Linked DNA regions of Mus musculus: regions 2, 3, 4 and 5 are each linked to region 1. The links are chromatin contacts, called in public Hi-C maps. All regions are on one chromosome and are shown on one strand. The core of a region is the stretch at or near the end of the contact, and the rest is flanking DNA. Distances in the headings are between cores, read along the strand shown.

Region 1 (2,700 bases), core at 95-2,594:
GCAAGTCTCTGGGCTAGGTAAGCATCTTATCCAGGTCAGAGGGTCTACCCACGACAACTAAAGCCTTTAAGTCCACAAGGCCAGGGCCAGTGAGATGGCTGAGCCCAGTAAAGACACCTGCTGCTAAGCCTGATGGCCGGGGTTCAATCCCTGGTCCCACATGGTAGGAGAAGCAAATCCCACAAGTTGTCCTCTCACCTCCACTCAAACGTCATGGCATTCACACACACACACACACACACACACACACACACACACACACTTAAAAATATAGCAACAATATTTAAAAGTTCAAGGCCTCACTGGGTGTCTTCATGAGTGAATCCCAGGAGCCATGGTCATTTCTGAGTGGGAGGACAGACGGATGACTCCAGGAAGATAGCCCTAGCTGTTATCAATGGCTGCCCCACAGCCCATGCCATCATTCTGTGCACACATCTCTCTTGGGTATCTCCGAGCCAGCTGCAGTCCAGCAGGGTCCACAGAGGCCCAGCTTCTCCTGGACACAAACAATCTGAGTTATAAGTGAAGGCAGCCTGCATCCTCCGACTGGAATCAGCGCAAAATGACTCATGTAATTGCCCTGTGTGCGTACCCTGAATCTTCTTGTTCACCCACCCACACAACTCTGCTGTTATAGATTCCTGCACCCTGCAAGAAAAAAAAAGGGGAGGGGGGAGGACAAGTTCAAATACCTATGGTTGCAAAAAGGCCACCGTGCCTCTCCTAAAGATGGAAGGGGCTGCTAGCATCCAGGTCCAAGCACAGGCCAGTCACACCGAAGCTACTGTTGTATGCCTTTCTCACAGTCTTTCCTTTAAATTTCTGGAGAGGGATTTCTAGGGTCTCCCCCTTGGGAATTAGTTGTAGGAATAATTGGGCCAGTGGAGTGTAGAAGATATATCCAGCGCAACCCGTGCGTGCACTACTAGAGAAAGTGACCTAGATCAAGCAGCTGGTGAATCCAGGGCTATTGTGGGGACCCCCTGCCACCTACTGACTTGCAATTGAACCCGCATTCCCAAAAGCATCTTATCCCCTGGCAGGGGGAGGGAGAGAGAGAGAGAGAGAGAGAGAGAGAGAGAGAGAGAGAGAGAGAGAGAGGCAGAGGAAGGTGGGGGAGGTGAAGGGGACAGTGGGTTGCCCCCTTTGGAGAAAGCACCCTCCACCCTCCCTCCTTCTTCCCCTCCATCCTCTGCACCCACAGGGGGAAAAGTGAGGTGAGGATGGAGAGGCAGGGGTGATGGGTTGGGGAGACCAATGCAGGAACTCCGAGCTGGCTCCTGGGTATCAGCATAGTGAGCTGGCAGTCTGTGAGAGTGTGAGGGGGAGAGGAGAGGAGAGGAGGAGAGAGAGAGAGAGAGAGAGAGAGAGAGAGAGAGAGAGAGAGAGAGAGAGAGAGAGAGAGAGAGAGAGAGAGAGAGAGAGAACGGGAGGGTGAGAGAGGCTGGCTGCTAGAGAAGAGGAGGAGAGCAGAGGGAGAGGGGGAGCGAGCTAGCGCTCCAAGCATGAGGACGGGCTGCTCCCGGCTCAGTTAATCTGGCTGTCAGTCGGTGTTAACGCTGCAGTTTAACTGCTCGGCTCCCCTTCCAAGAGAAACAAGAGAAACCTCACAGAAGGAAGGGAGGAAGGAAAGAAGCAAGCAAGGAATTGCAGGAAGAAAAGAGCCGGCAGAGCATCCAGAAGAATCAAAGGGAGGGGAGGGAAGACCAAATCTATGGTTGGACCAGGGCTTCTTTTTCGCCAATGTAAAAAGGAATATGCCGTACATCTTTGCCTTTTTCTGCACCGGTTTTCTAGGTGCGGTTGTGGGTGCCAATTTCCCCAACAATATCCAGATAGGTGAGTGAGAGGGGCAGCTGGGGAGGGACTTTGGGGATCTGGCCAGGATTTTCTTTTTCGTTTTTTTCTTTTTCTTTTTTCTTTTTTTTTATTTGGAGGGGAGATTTCTCAACCCATTCTCAGTCGGAGCTGTTGTGCTTAGCAATGGAACACCAGGAAGGGAGGAAGACTTGGGTCGCCAGTCTGGGAAAGGGGGTTTCATCCTCATCTGATGCTGCGAGGGGCACCGTGGAAGTGTGTTCTCTCTCTCTCTCTCTCTCTCTCTCTCTCTCTCTCTCTCTCTCTCTCTCTCTCTCTCTCTCGTGTGTGTGCGCGCACACACACAGGTGCACACACACCGCGCACTCCAAGCAGCAGGCATGAGTGCCTGAAATGGAGGAGCATTTCTCTGTTCCAGAGAGGGAAAAATATAAGCAGACTGCGCTTGAAACAGGGTTCAGAGTGCTTAAGGAGTTAACTCTGACTAGGGGGGTGTTCTGGTTGATTTATATAAATATGTAAGGTGGGCGTATGTGTGTTGTGATTATATATTAAATGTGCACATGTAGCCGGAGTGATGGGGATGACAGTGATGTCTGGCTGGGGGAGGGGTAAGAGACCCCTCTTCAGGAAGCAGTGGTGGATGCTAGGTTGATTGCATTTGCTGAGAAGTCCCAGGCCTTACTTAGTAGCCAGAGCTCTACGGACCCCCTCGCTATCTTCCTTTTCCCTTCTGCCATGCTGGGCTGTGCCCCTCATTCCCTGATCCTGGAACTTCCTAGCCTGCCTTTTCTCTCACCTTTTCCCCATCCTCTTGAGTGCTCTGTCCACAGACACTGACAGTAGTGCTCCAGCAAGACACACACACACACACACACA
Region 2 (2,700 bases), core at 175-2,674, 190 kb after region 1:
GTGGGATGGGGGGAGGGGGGGCCTGGGGATATGATTCAAGGGTTAAAGTGCTTACAGTACAAATGTGAGGGGCAGAGTCCTGATCCAGGAGACCCACATAAATGCTGGGGACCTGCTCAGCTCTATTCCTAGTGTTCAGGAGGCAGAGACAGGATCCCAGGGCATGCTGGATAGCTACACTAGCTGTCTTGGCAAGCTCTTGCTTCAAGTGAGAGATTCTGCCTCAATATATAAGATGCAAACAGCTGAGTAAGATACCTGCCATCAACCTCTGGCCTCTACATGCATGCACACATATGTGTGCCCCCACACACGCTTATGTGTATACTTGTGCACATAAACAGAAATGCACAGTCAAGTAACAAAACAAAAATTAAGACAGGGAGGGTTTGGGAAACCTAGCTGTTTCCCTTAAAAGCAATCTGGTGCTATGCAGAGAGTGTTTGGCATCAGAGACCTCTGTCCTTTGGTTACCAGCAGACCACACAGGGGTCTGGGAAAATCATTTGCCCACTTCAGGCCAATTCCATCCAATACAATGAGGGATTGAAGAAAGTAGATCAGTCTTCCCTCCCAATGTTCATGTTAAATGATCTATTTGATATTTGAGTGCTAAATCACTTAGGTAGGAGAACACAGAGTTCAGAGGCAGAAAGCAGAGATGGTGTCTGCATGTGGTTTCATGCCCAAGTGACCACCTGAGCAGCCCTGTCACATGCCACCGTGAGTAACAGCCAATTCCATAAAACGTAAGATTCCTACACCTCCTGTGAGGGAAGCTTTATGGAAAGAGTGCAGTGAGGACTCAGGCTCCCTCCTTGGGGTTGTGGTGGTAATCCTGCCAATCAGGCAACAGTGATTTCAGATCCTGCATTCACCTTTGCATAGCTGCACCATATGAAGGAGCTTGAGCTACTCTGTGTGACTCGTCCTCATCTCTCACAGTTGCTAACAGTATCACCGTCAGCATGTGGTATGGATGCTCCGGGCTTGTGTGATCAGGGCAGAGAAGTCATGTTGCAAGTAGCTGGTGGACATCAGCTGCTCTTGTCGCTGCTTTCGTCACTGGAGCTGTCGGTGTGACTGATGAGTACCCTCTCGTTGTGTCTTCCAGATTGTGAAGCTAGAAAAGAACGGCATCGGGTACCACTACATCCTCGCCAACCTGGTGAGTAGAGCAGGACAAGCTGTCCAGTCCCGTGCCTAGCCTGAACTTGCGTCACTCCTACCTGATGTAAACCATGTGGAGGGAGGGGCGATCCGCTGCGGCATCAGCATCGCTAAGTCTCAGAGACACCAAATGTAACTCTTTCCCTCCACCCTTCTGCTCTGGTTTCTTTTCTGTTGCTGTGGAGGGAGGGGGAGCACCCTGTCAAAAAGTAACTTAAGGGACAAAGGCTGTTGTTTCAGCTTCCAGTTCCAGGCTGTGAGGAGGTCAAGGAAGGAACTTGAAGCAGCTGCTCGCAACCCATCCAGGCTGGAACAGAGAGAAATGGACATAGCCTGACTCCCTTGTGTGTGCTCAGCACAACTTCCCCACTTTTATTAAGTTCAGGGACCCCTGGTTAGGCAACAGTGCCACCCACGGTGGGCTGGGGCTTCCCCCAGCAATCCTTAAGAAAGAATCCCCCACAGATGTGCCCAGAAATCAAGCCAATGCAGACAGTTTCTCACTGAAACGCTCTTCCCAGGAGACGAAAGGTTGTGCCAAGTCCACAGTTGAAGCTGACCATGACAGTGGTCACAAGTTCCCTTTCAAACTGCAGTGCACTTCCTGTGAACTTCTAGCTGTCCTTAGGAGGGAGCTTGCTGGAAGCTGGAGGGCAGGCCCTTCCTTAGCCTTCATTCTAGCACCCTCTTAACAGCTCTGGCTTCCGGAGTGAGGAAAAAAATCACCACATCTTGGAATAGACGTTAAATGTCTGGATCCAAGTGGTTTTGGACATAATGGTTGTTTTACTACTCAGGAGTTCAGACATGTAAATCTTAATTATGTTAAAATTGACAAATCCTTAGCCAGGAACCATCTTACAGTATGTCCTATATTAATATCAATTTAGAGAGGTTTTTTGGTTGGTTTTTTTTTCTTTCATTTTATACAGTCTGGATAAGCCTGTGTCTTAAAAAATGTTTTCACTTTAGCACACTGCAGCTGTTTATTGGGTGCTATTATTTTGCATGCCACAAAGATGGTTTGGTTTTTCAAATCCTTTGCATGCATAGACTTTTGACATATGCTGCATCCATCTAAGTTTTCCTTGGCAAATGTCTTTTCTGTCAGGTCTGGTTTTCCTGTGTCATGGTTCCCATTTTTATCTTTTATGTCATAGATGTTGATGCTTCTAGCTCTTATTCTCCGTAGTCAAATGCAATATTCTTTTATATTCAGATTCATGTTTTAGAGACTTTCTTAGTATTAAATCCATAGACTACACAATACCACACACTAACTTATGGGGCTCCAATTCTATGGTTATGTGTATATTTCTGGGGTTATGAAGTTATCACACCTTCATTTTAAACACTTCATCACCACCACCCAGCAAAAGATCCATGCTTATCGATAGTCATTACATGACTCACTCAGTGCTCCTCCAGCCCCACACAATCACTAATGTACATTCTAACACCTTGTATTCCTTTTGTATTGCCAAATACTAGTCCATTATAAAGAGCCTGTTTTGCACATCCATTACACAG
Region 3 (2,700 bases), core at 129-2,628, 130 kb after region 1:
GCTCCATCCCCAGCCCTGAAAGATTCAGAAATAGTAGTGGCCTCGCTGATGGTCCTCCTGGGGGAGTTTTGGAAATATGAGACTTTGAAGAGGAGGTGATTGGTCATTCTCATATTATAGATAAGAAAACATGGTCCAGGGCACTTAGCCTTATGACTCAGACTTGCATCTAAGTTCCTGCAAGCTGAAGCCTTGTGCAAGCTATTCTTCCACAGCCTATATGTCTTTAGGTGTAAATGGATAATTGGGATATGCCCTGTAATTCATCGTGAATATTTCATTAAGAAGGTTGTGTTAAGCACCCTAAATAGCCTAGGGTCCACACCACCTAGTATCTGCAGGCCTTAATACAGACAAGGCTTATTGAACCACTGACAAACAGGATAACAGGTAAGAGAACAAGACAAATGGCTGGTTAATACTTCCTCAGAAGAAAAGAACCTTTCATAAACCATAAGGGGATACCTTCCCTCTCTCTGCACCAAGGAGAATGCCCACCCCAACTCCCAGCATCCCCTGCAAGCTTCCTCACATAGCAACCTCACATGGCAGAACCCAAAACAACTTCCCAGGTATGGTATTAGCATGGAAACATTTGCAGTTGGACCCTGTACATTCCTTCTTTCTAAATCCCTAAATATCAGCCCCATTCCTTCAGCTGCAAAAGAGAACTCTTGGACTCAACGAGCAGTGGCTTATTTAGGATCCTCATGGTCTTGTGTGCATCTGAATTTCAAGGAAGTCACTACTCTTTGGCTGAGGAAGGCTGCAGCAAATTAGTATTCCTGCCGTCAGTCCTCCTTTGGGGACTAAACTCTTTTTTTCTTTCCATCTCCATCTCTCAGTGAAATTTTTTGTTCCAGACCATGCTGTCTCAGCCAGTCTCTTCCTAATGTGATTCTCTTTGATTCACACCAGGCAGCCCCTGCAAGAAGACAGCACCAAAGCAAGCGCCTAGGTGGCTGAGGACGGTGCGCTGGCAGGAGCAGTTCTGGAAGCATCTTCGAACACAGCCATCACACATTTAACCAAAGTGACTGACAGAGTGTTTCTCCCCCTCTGTACTTTCAGTCCATTAGTCTTATTTGTCTTCTGCAGAAAGACGCCTCCCTCCACACCTCAGGTTCCTACAAAAATCAGTGTGTGCGTATCAGACACGCCTACGCACATGATGTGATGGGCACCAGTCTGGATCTGGGGGGAGTAGTCGGTGTTTTGTTCCTAGGCTATGAGTCCTGCTTTCCTCCCCCGCCCCACTCACTCCCAGCCCCCACCCCGCTCTACTTCTTTGTTTCCTTTCTGCTTTTCCCAGAAACTGCCTCTTCTTGCTGTTAGTCATCATGGAATCGAAAACCCTTTAGCATTCCAGGCAGCTGAGAGCATTTACATCGTTCCTCTCTCCTTAGCACCGGGAAGCCTATGAGGCCCCAAAGACACTGTGTGTCATCAGCAACTGGCTTTTTTCTTAGAAAATATTCACTGTGGTCTACCTTTGCCATCCAGCTCTGTGGTCTTGATCCTACCCATTGCATCAGCCATCACCTTCCTAGGTCTCTAGATTGTAGACATACACATCCCTCTCCTATGAAGCACGTGTTTAGCACGTGTCACTTTTTCCACAGATATATATGAATATGTTCAAGAAACTAAGGGATCTTTTTAAATTGTTTTTTATTTACACCCTCAATGTTCCCCCTCTCAAAGTTCTTCACCCCATCCTCTCTCCCCTTCACCTCTGAGAGAGCAGCCCCCGCCCCAGGCATCCCTCCTTCTCTAGGGTATCGAATCTCTACAGGATTAGGCGAATCCTCTCCCATTGGTGCCAGACAAGGTAGTCAGTCCTCTGCTACACATGTCCAGGCTACTTGGTGCTGTTGGTCTTCCTATGGGATTGCCATCCCCTTCAGGTCCTTTAATCCTTCCCCTAACTCATGCATAGGTGTCTGAGACCTCAGTCTGATGGCTGACTGTAAGTATGTGCAAGCATGTGTAAGTCTGTCCACTGCTGGTAAGGCTCTCACTCACTCAACATTGCATGGCTAGGAAGTTGCAGAACTCATTTCAGGTCCGTTCATTTGACCCCTCAAGAAGGCTGAAATCTCCCTTTTCTTAAGAGCATCACAAAAATTCATTATAATAAACACTGAAAACTACATGCTGATTGCTAAGTAGTAAAATTGGACTTTAAATGTAAATTTCTTGGTTGATGACCCATCCAACCTTCCGAGCAGATAGTTTGTTGGCTGCCACGAGAAAGCTGGAGAAAGAACAAGATTAACAAGTTGAGACCGCAGCGATGTCTGACACCTTAAGAGTGCTTGCTGTTATATCAGGGTCCTTTCAGCAAACGCTTGCTAGTGTATGCAATGGTGTCAGAGCTCTTGACTCTAGCTGCATATGTATCAAAAGATGGCCTAGTAGGCCATCACTGGAAAGAGAGGCCCATTCGACACGCAAACTTTATATGCCCCAGTACAGGGGAACTCCAGGGCCAAAAAGTGGGAATGGGTGGGTAGGGGAGTACGGGGGGGGGGGTATGGGGGACTTTTGGGATAGCATTGGAAATGTAATTGAGGAAAATACGCAATAAAAAAATTACTTAAAAAAAAAAGAGTGCTTGCTGTTCTAACAGAGTGTCCATATTCGGTTCCCAGCAACCATGTCAGGAAGCTTACAACCTCCCGTACCTTCAGCTCACAG
Region 4 (2,700 bases), core at 197-2,696, 210 kb before region 1:
AGCAGCCTAAATGTTGATATACTATCAGCATGTAGTCATTGACCACAGTGACAGAGTTCCTACCTAGTATTTTCATTCAAGTGTGTCATCCACCTGGACCACAATCATCCCCAAGCTCCTTATGGACTCCTCCCTACTCCAATTTATCCCACAGACTCACTTCTGTTTCACATCAGATTACACATGCGCGTGTGTGTCTGTGTGTGTTTCTGTGTGTAACCAAAATCAAGGATTCCAAAATGAGAAAACATGACATTTGTTTTTCTGCATTTAGATTATATTATGTAATATGATGGCTTCCATTTGTTTTCATTTATCCTGAAACACAGTACAATGCTGTTCTTCCTTGTGGCTGAATGAGACTCCAATGTGGATTCAGCCCCCATTCTCATTATCCACTCTTTTGCTGATGGACATCTAGGCTGGTTCCATAACTTAACCATTGTGGTGAGTTCTAGTACAAGCACACATATGTGAGCATCTAGGTGAGATGTTCATTGAGAGTCCTTGGGGCACACTCAGGAGTGTTTTGGCTAAGCCAGATTATAGTATAGATGGTTTTGATCAATCTGGCTTAATTGTGATTGAAATTCATTTAGTCTTTTAGTTCGATGTTTTAAATGGAAAGACCAAGGCCCAGAGAGCGAGAGTCTGCGTAGCTTCATAGAGCTCATGATAAGCAGAGCAGGAGTCACAATAAGACTCTGGTTTCTGGTATTTAGAGAATAACTTCAATGTCAAAAACTATTTGCCTGGTGATAGCTGTGATATTGACCCCCAAACATTATTAATCACAAAAATACTTTCTCCCCTCTACAGTGAGTATCAAGTGCCAGAGAGGTGAGCTTGTTCCTATTACTGCCCAGGCCACTATTACATTAGGCCACTTTAAGCATTTTGTCATTTATTTAAAACTTTAAGGCCGCATCATATGCTCAGCCTGGAGGCAGAGTGAAAACGGATACTCAGGGTGTGCTAGATTCAATTACTGGTTTATTGTGTGTGGTTTGGTCTATTATAAATCAATCCACATAATACGGACTTCTCAATAGCCTTAGAGATGTTTTTGTTGTTTTTTTTTTCAATTTTGTAAAGGAAACAGTAACAATCTATGGACAAATCACAATGTCAACCTTTATTAGAAAAACCCTCTGAAAATATTCTGCTCCGAGCTCTGTCTGGATACTCAGATGTTAAAATAATATTTTTGGCTATATTGAACATGGCTTAATAACATGTTAGGAAATTAGTCATTGAATTCTAGCCATCCTAAGGCATAGATTTTTTTTCCACACAGACTGAGCCCAGTTCTCTCTTAGGCAGCAAATCTTAGGAGGCCCCTGAAAGGGACCAGAAGCTTTCAAGGGATGCTCCAGAGGGGGCCACTTCCCTGGTGTGGTTCTCAGGAGCTTCAGGGATGCTGTGCAGCTGTGATCCTCCCCATCACAGCTATTGTCTGCAGCTTCTCTTGGCTTAGTCAGCCAATTACACAGCAGCCAGACCATTTTGGCTCTGTAAGAAGTTTGGACTTCACTGCATCTCTGCCTTCTTCTCCTTTCAAGCTATTTCCTCTCTTTCTTCCTCCCCTAATTAGGGAAGTTTATAAGCACAAGCAGCTGTAGAGTGAATCGTTTCTAAGAATTCAAGCTGAGAAACCTTTTTCTCCTAGGCAACATTTCATAATTTTAACTTCTGTAGAGACAAAACCATGTTTGTATGGTAAGTATGTGTGTGTGTGTGTGTGTGTGTATAGTGTGTGTGTGTGGGGGGGTGTGGTTTAGTTTTGTTTTGAAACAAATGTAGTCCAGGATGCCGTTGAACTCACAACTCTCTGCCTCAGCTTTCCAATGAACACAAATCATGATACCAGTAACACCATCTTGAGCTCTGACTTTCATTCCCTTTCATTGTCTTTTTCTGTGGCTTTTGTCCAATCATTATGTTTTCCAAAGCCTGACTTAGATGTGGTCCCTACCTCTAGAAACTCTGTCCTCTTTTTGATGTTCCATTCACCTTCAAGAATTTCAGTCCTGTGTTTACCACATGCAGAGGGATTATCCTGGATTGGCCTACTCACCCAAAGGTAGAGATCTAAGGGATTCTTTCAAAGCAACACTGGCGTTTCCAAATGGAACCAGACAGCACACAGCTAACTACCAAAGACTGAATAATTAGTTTTAGTGGCAGATGAAGTGATTTGGCCCATGATTCATTAGGAATGAAGAAACACACACACACACACACACACACACACACACACACACACACACACACCATAATAAGATCATACATTCTCCATAATAAGATCACTGGACACTCAGAAGCAAGAGCAAATTATTTTATGACTTTGCAAAGTTGGCTGTAGACAACAGATTAAGAATGGCAGGGTGTGCTGCAGCAATACAAAAACAGATTTTATAGACAGGTCCCTCCATTCTTTTTCTCATGGGCTGAGTAATAAAGTAAAATCCCACAAATCACCTGCCACTCCTCTTTGTCTGTTTCTCAACAAACAGTCTGCTTGGATTCACCTCTATATTTTACTGGTGTGTGACATTATTCCTGGAGTTGTATGAACAAATGTCTGCTCACCACATATAGACAATTGTTGATCAATATTACCAAGCTCCAACTTGGTGAGCCAATGATTTATTGGAATTACTTATAGGAATGTGGGTGGGTGAGGAACTGCTTACAGGA
Region 5 (2,700 bases), core at 41-2,540, 140 kb before region 1:
AATCAACAAAATTATTATGTTGAAAAAAAAGGAAGAAATGCAAGCTATCTGAAAGACTGTGAACCTTAGAAAGCAGAAATAAAAGTGGGTAGGACCCAGATATTCACATATTCATGAAATTTTGAGGGCACTGGAGTTTAGAAATAATCTTGACAGCTAATATAAGGTCTATACACATGTGGTCCCATAAATCTCTAAGACAGGCGCTAGCTATCATACCCCACTGAACAGGCATGGAGACTAAGACAAAGAGTGTTCTTCTATTCTCTCAGCCAAGGTCAGCACAGTAAATAGAAGAGCCAGAATCTGAGTTTTCACATCTGGCTCCAAATCCCATCTTCTGTGTCTTATAGTACCTTTCTTGTAGTAGAAGCCAAAATAATTGATGTCATTTATTTTATTTTGTAATTTATTCTTCTGTAAAAGAAGCCTGTGTTAGCAAGATTTTTTTATGACTGGTTAAATACCCAAGAAAATAAATCGAAGGAGGAAAAGTTCATTTGGGGCTCATGGTTTTGGAGATTTTGTTCATTGGCCAGTTGTTTTGGTCTTGTGATGTGGTAGGAAATGATGGCAGAAATGTGGCTTACCTTATTGTGGTCTGAAAGGAGGAGGAGCAGGAGGAGGAGGAGGGAGGAAGAAAGGAGGGAAGGAAGGAATGAGAAAAAGAAAGAAAGAAAGAAAGAAAGAAAGAAAGAAAGAAAGAAAGAAAGAAAGAAAGAAAGAAAGAAAGACAGAAAGACAGAAAGGAGAGAGAGGGAGGGAGAGGAGAGGAGAGGAGAGGAGAGGAGAGGAGAGGAGAGGAGAGGAGAGGAGAGGAGAGGAGAGGAGAGGAGAGGAGAGGAGAGGAGAGGAGAGGAGAGGAGAGGAGAGGAAAGGAAAGGAAAGGAAAGGAAAGGAAAGGAAAGGAAAGGAAAGGAAAGGAAAGGAAAGGAAAGGAAAGGAAAGGAAAGGAAAGGAAAGGAAAGAGGTGGATAAGGTCTTACTTATTCCTGTCAACAATATCAGTGCCCTAACTTCCCCCACTAGTCCTCACTTCTTAAAAGGTCCAGAACCTTTAAGCAATAGCACGGGGTGGCCAAAAAGGATAAGCTTTGAAGAAATATTTATGTTCCAAGTCACAGCAGAGTCAAAAGACTATGAGACTAAGGAAAAATATTAATAGAATTCCAACAAGGAATTACCCTGGAGCACAATTCTGCTGTCTCTGGTCCTGAGGAGAGGATCTGAAATGGTTAATCTCCCTCCCAGAAGCTTCCATCTTCTTCCTAATGAGTCACTAGAACATTAAAGTGACCGATACGTGGGTGTAATAGCACACACAGTGCAGAAAATATTCACACGCATGCACATCCTACTGGTAGTGGAATAGAAATAGAAACCAGACCCCTCCTCTTGGTGCCTGTCACTTAGCATAAATCTTAGAAATCCAGAATTCTGTGAAAATAGAGCATCCCCCAGTTAAATGCATGCTGCTTTTGAAGACTCTAGCCTCCTGTCTAAGAGCACACTGGCTGTGGACACTCAGTGTTCTGCATGGACATTAGTGTCAGCCACCAGAGTCTGTGGCTGGAGAAAGAATAATGCAGAAGAGAAGCAGAAAGAGGAAGGTAACTGGTTATTTATATCCCCTCTGTCGGAAATGGTGACAGGTATAATTACTGAGCAGAAATTACAGGGCTGACTCCAGTGGCGCTCCTCCTGCTGTTTTCAAGAAGATAAAAGATTGAAAGTGTTTCTGACATCTCTTCAAAGAGAGGCTGCTCCGGTACACACTTCCATTTATTTTCAAATTGATTAAAGGCAACTTCCTGTTGTTTTTAGTTAAACCAAGGGTCACTCCTGGTCCCCTGGACTCTGTGGCATCTCTTAGAAGAGGACTCCTCCTCAAGTCTCATCCAGATCCATCTGACTCTTCCTCCACATCCTGTGTGAAGCGTCCTTCAGTCGAAAGAAAAACAAGCTATTAAATGTGTTCACATGAGGCTGTTATTGATTTAATAGGCTGTAATCTCAGGGGTATTTACAAGAAAAACAGGAACAGAACATATGGTAGAAATCTATGGCATTGAAGCCACAAAGAGGCTTTTAAAACCTCATCAAACTCAGTCATTTATGAACAATCAGTTATCAGAATTACCTGGTCTCTTCAGATATACCCCTTCCCCCCTCACAAATGACCCACTAAGGTCCTATGAGTCAGTTTCTGTGGGTATCAGATATAGCAATTTTTCATTTTATGAGTTATGTGGGTCATTTTGCAGGTTAGATATGTTTAGGAATGCCCATAATTCACAGGAAATGAATGTAGCAAGACAGGGGCTGTGGTGGTTTGGATACAAAACCCTCAACAGGTTCATGAGTTGAACAGTTGCCCCACAGCCTGTAGCACTGTTTGGGAAGGCAGTGTCACATTTAGAAGGCAGCGCCTTGCTGTAGGAAGTGGATCCACTGGAGGTGGAGCTTGAGACCTTATAGCCTGACCTCACTTCCTGTTCACTGTCTGCTTTGTGACTACAGATACCTGATGATCAGCCACCAGATGCTCCTGCCCCAATGCCTTCCCAGTCATGATGGAACATATGGCCTCAGGTATAAGCCAAAATGAACTGTTCCTTCACTGAGATTGTTTTTATCAGATATTTGGTCAGTGTAATGAGAAATGTAACTAATATAATTCAGGCCAAAGGAAGATTGACA

What was found. Hi-C and Micro-C count contacts between places; a contact is called where the count stands out from the background.
Region 2: a Hi-C map of uterus shows a contact between it and region 1, with 2.0 times the contacts expected there. The contact joins the enhancer-like site here to the promoter of Gria1 in region 1. A contact is called at or near these places in 2 of 39 promoter capture datasets (the 3T3-L1 cell line and hippocampal neurons), 7 of 484 Hi-C or Micro-C datasets (adipose-derived mesenchymal stem cells, cerebral cortex, cortical neurons and 4 more) and 3 of 115 datasets of contacts at active chromatin or transcription factors (craniofacial prominence, embryonic forebrain and forebrain).
Region 3: a contact with region 1 is called in a Hi-C map of cerebral cortex, with 2.7 times the contacts expected there. The contact joins the enhancer-like site here to the promoter of Gria1 in region 1. A contact is called at or near these places in 1 of 39 promoter capture datasets (hippocampal neurons), 1 of 15 datasets of contacts at CTCF or cohesin (the NIH/3T3 cell line), 3 of 484 Hi-C or Micro-C datasets (cerebral cortex, cortical neurons and ventral hippocampal neurons) and 2 of 9 other capture datasets (adipose tissue and liver).
Region 4: a contact with region 1 is called in a Hi-C map of cortical neurons, with 2.6 times the contacts expected there. The contact joins the enhancer-like site here to the promoter of Gria1 in region 1. A contact is called at or near these places in 2 of 484 Hi-C or Micro-C datasets (cerebral cortex and cortical neurons), 2 of 115 datasets of contacts at active chromatin or transcription factors (VIP interneurons and forebrain) and 1 of 9 other capture datasets (adipose tissue).
Region 5: a contact with region 1 is called in a Hi-C map of cortical neurons. The contact joins the enhancer-like site here to the promoter of Gria1 in region 1. A contact is called at or near these places in 2 of 39 promoter capture datasets (the 3T3-L1 cell line and hippocampal neurons), 2 of 484 Hi-C or Micro-C datasets (both in cortical neurons), 1 of 115 datasets of contacts at active chromatin or transcription factors (forebrain) and 1 of 9 other capture datasets (adipose tissue).

Annotation. Positions count from the first base shown.
Region 1 is chr11:57,010,274-57,012,973 of GRCm38.p6, forward strand. It overlaps Gria1 (glutamate receptor, ionotropic, AMPA1 (alpha 1)), which reads left to right and starts at 1,345. Exons shown (of 16, transcript NM_001113325.2): 1 at 1,345-1,842. The coding sequence starts at 1,761.
Region 2 is chr11:57,200,012-57,202,711 of GRCm38.p6, forward strand. Gria1 (glutamate receptor, ionotropic, AMPA1 (alpha 1)) reads left to right here. Exons shown (of 16, transcript NM_001113325.2): 5 at 1,115-1,168. Among named protein-coding and RNA genes, the nearest start is that of Gria1, 190 kb to the left of the region's middle. Within about 2 kb of position 1,425, at least 9 of the 459 cell types and tissues checked have an H3K27ac peak or open chromatin away from gene starts, as enhancers often do. A contact at or near this core is called in uterus, where this site is marked.
Region 3 is chr11:57,139,238-57,141,937 of GRCm38.p6, forward strand. The region is part of intron 2 of Gria1 (glutamate receptor, ionotropic, AMPA1 (alpha 1)); the gene reads left to right. Among named protein-coding and RNA genes, the nearest start is that of Gria1, 130 kb to the left of the region's middle. Within about 2 kb of position 1,379, at least 36 of the 459 cell types and tissues checked have an H3K27ac peak or open chromatin away from gene starts, as enhancers often do. A contact at or near this core is called in the NIH/3T3 cell line, cerebral cortex, cortical neurons and 1 more, where this site is marked.
Region 4 is chr11:56,797,090-56,799,789 of GRCm38.p6, forward strand. No RefSeq gene overlaps it. Among named protein-coding and RNA genes, the nearest start is that of Gm39826, 72 kb to the left of the region's middle. Within about 2 kb of position 1,447, at least 4 of the 459 cell types and tissues checked have an H3K27ac peak or open chromatin away from gene starts, as enhancers often do. A contact at or near this core is called in cortical neurons, where this site is marked.
Region 5 is chr11:56,870,206-56,872,905 of GRCm38.p6, forward strand. No RefSeq gene overlaps it. Among named protein-coding and RNA genes, the nearest start is that of Gria1, 140 kb to the right of the region's middle. Within about 2 kb of position 1,291, at least 7 of the 459 cell types and tissues checked have an H3K27ac peak or open chromatin away from gene starts, as enhancers often do. A contact at or near this core is called in cortical neurons, where this site is marked.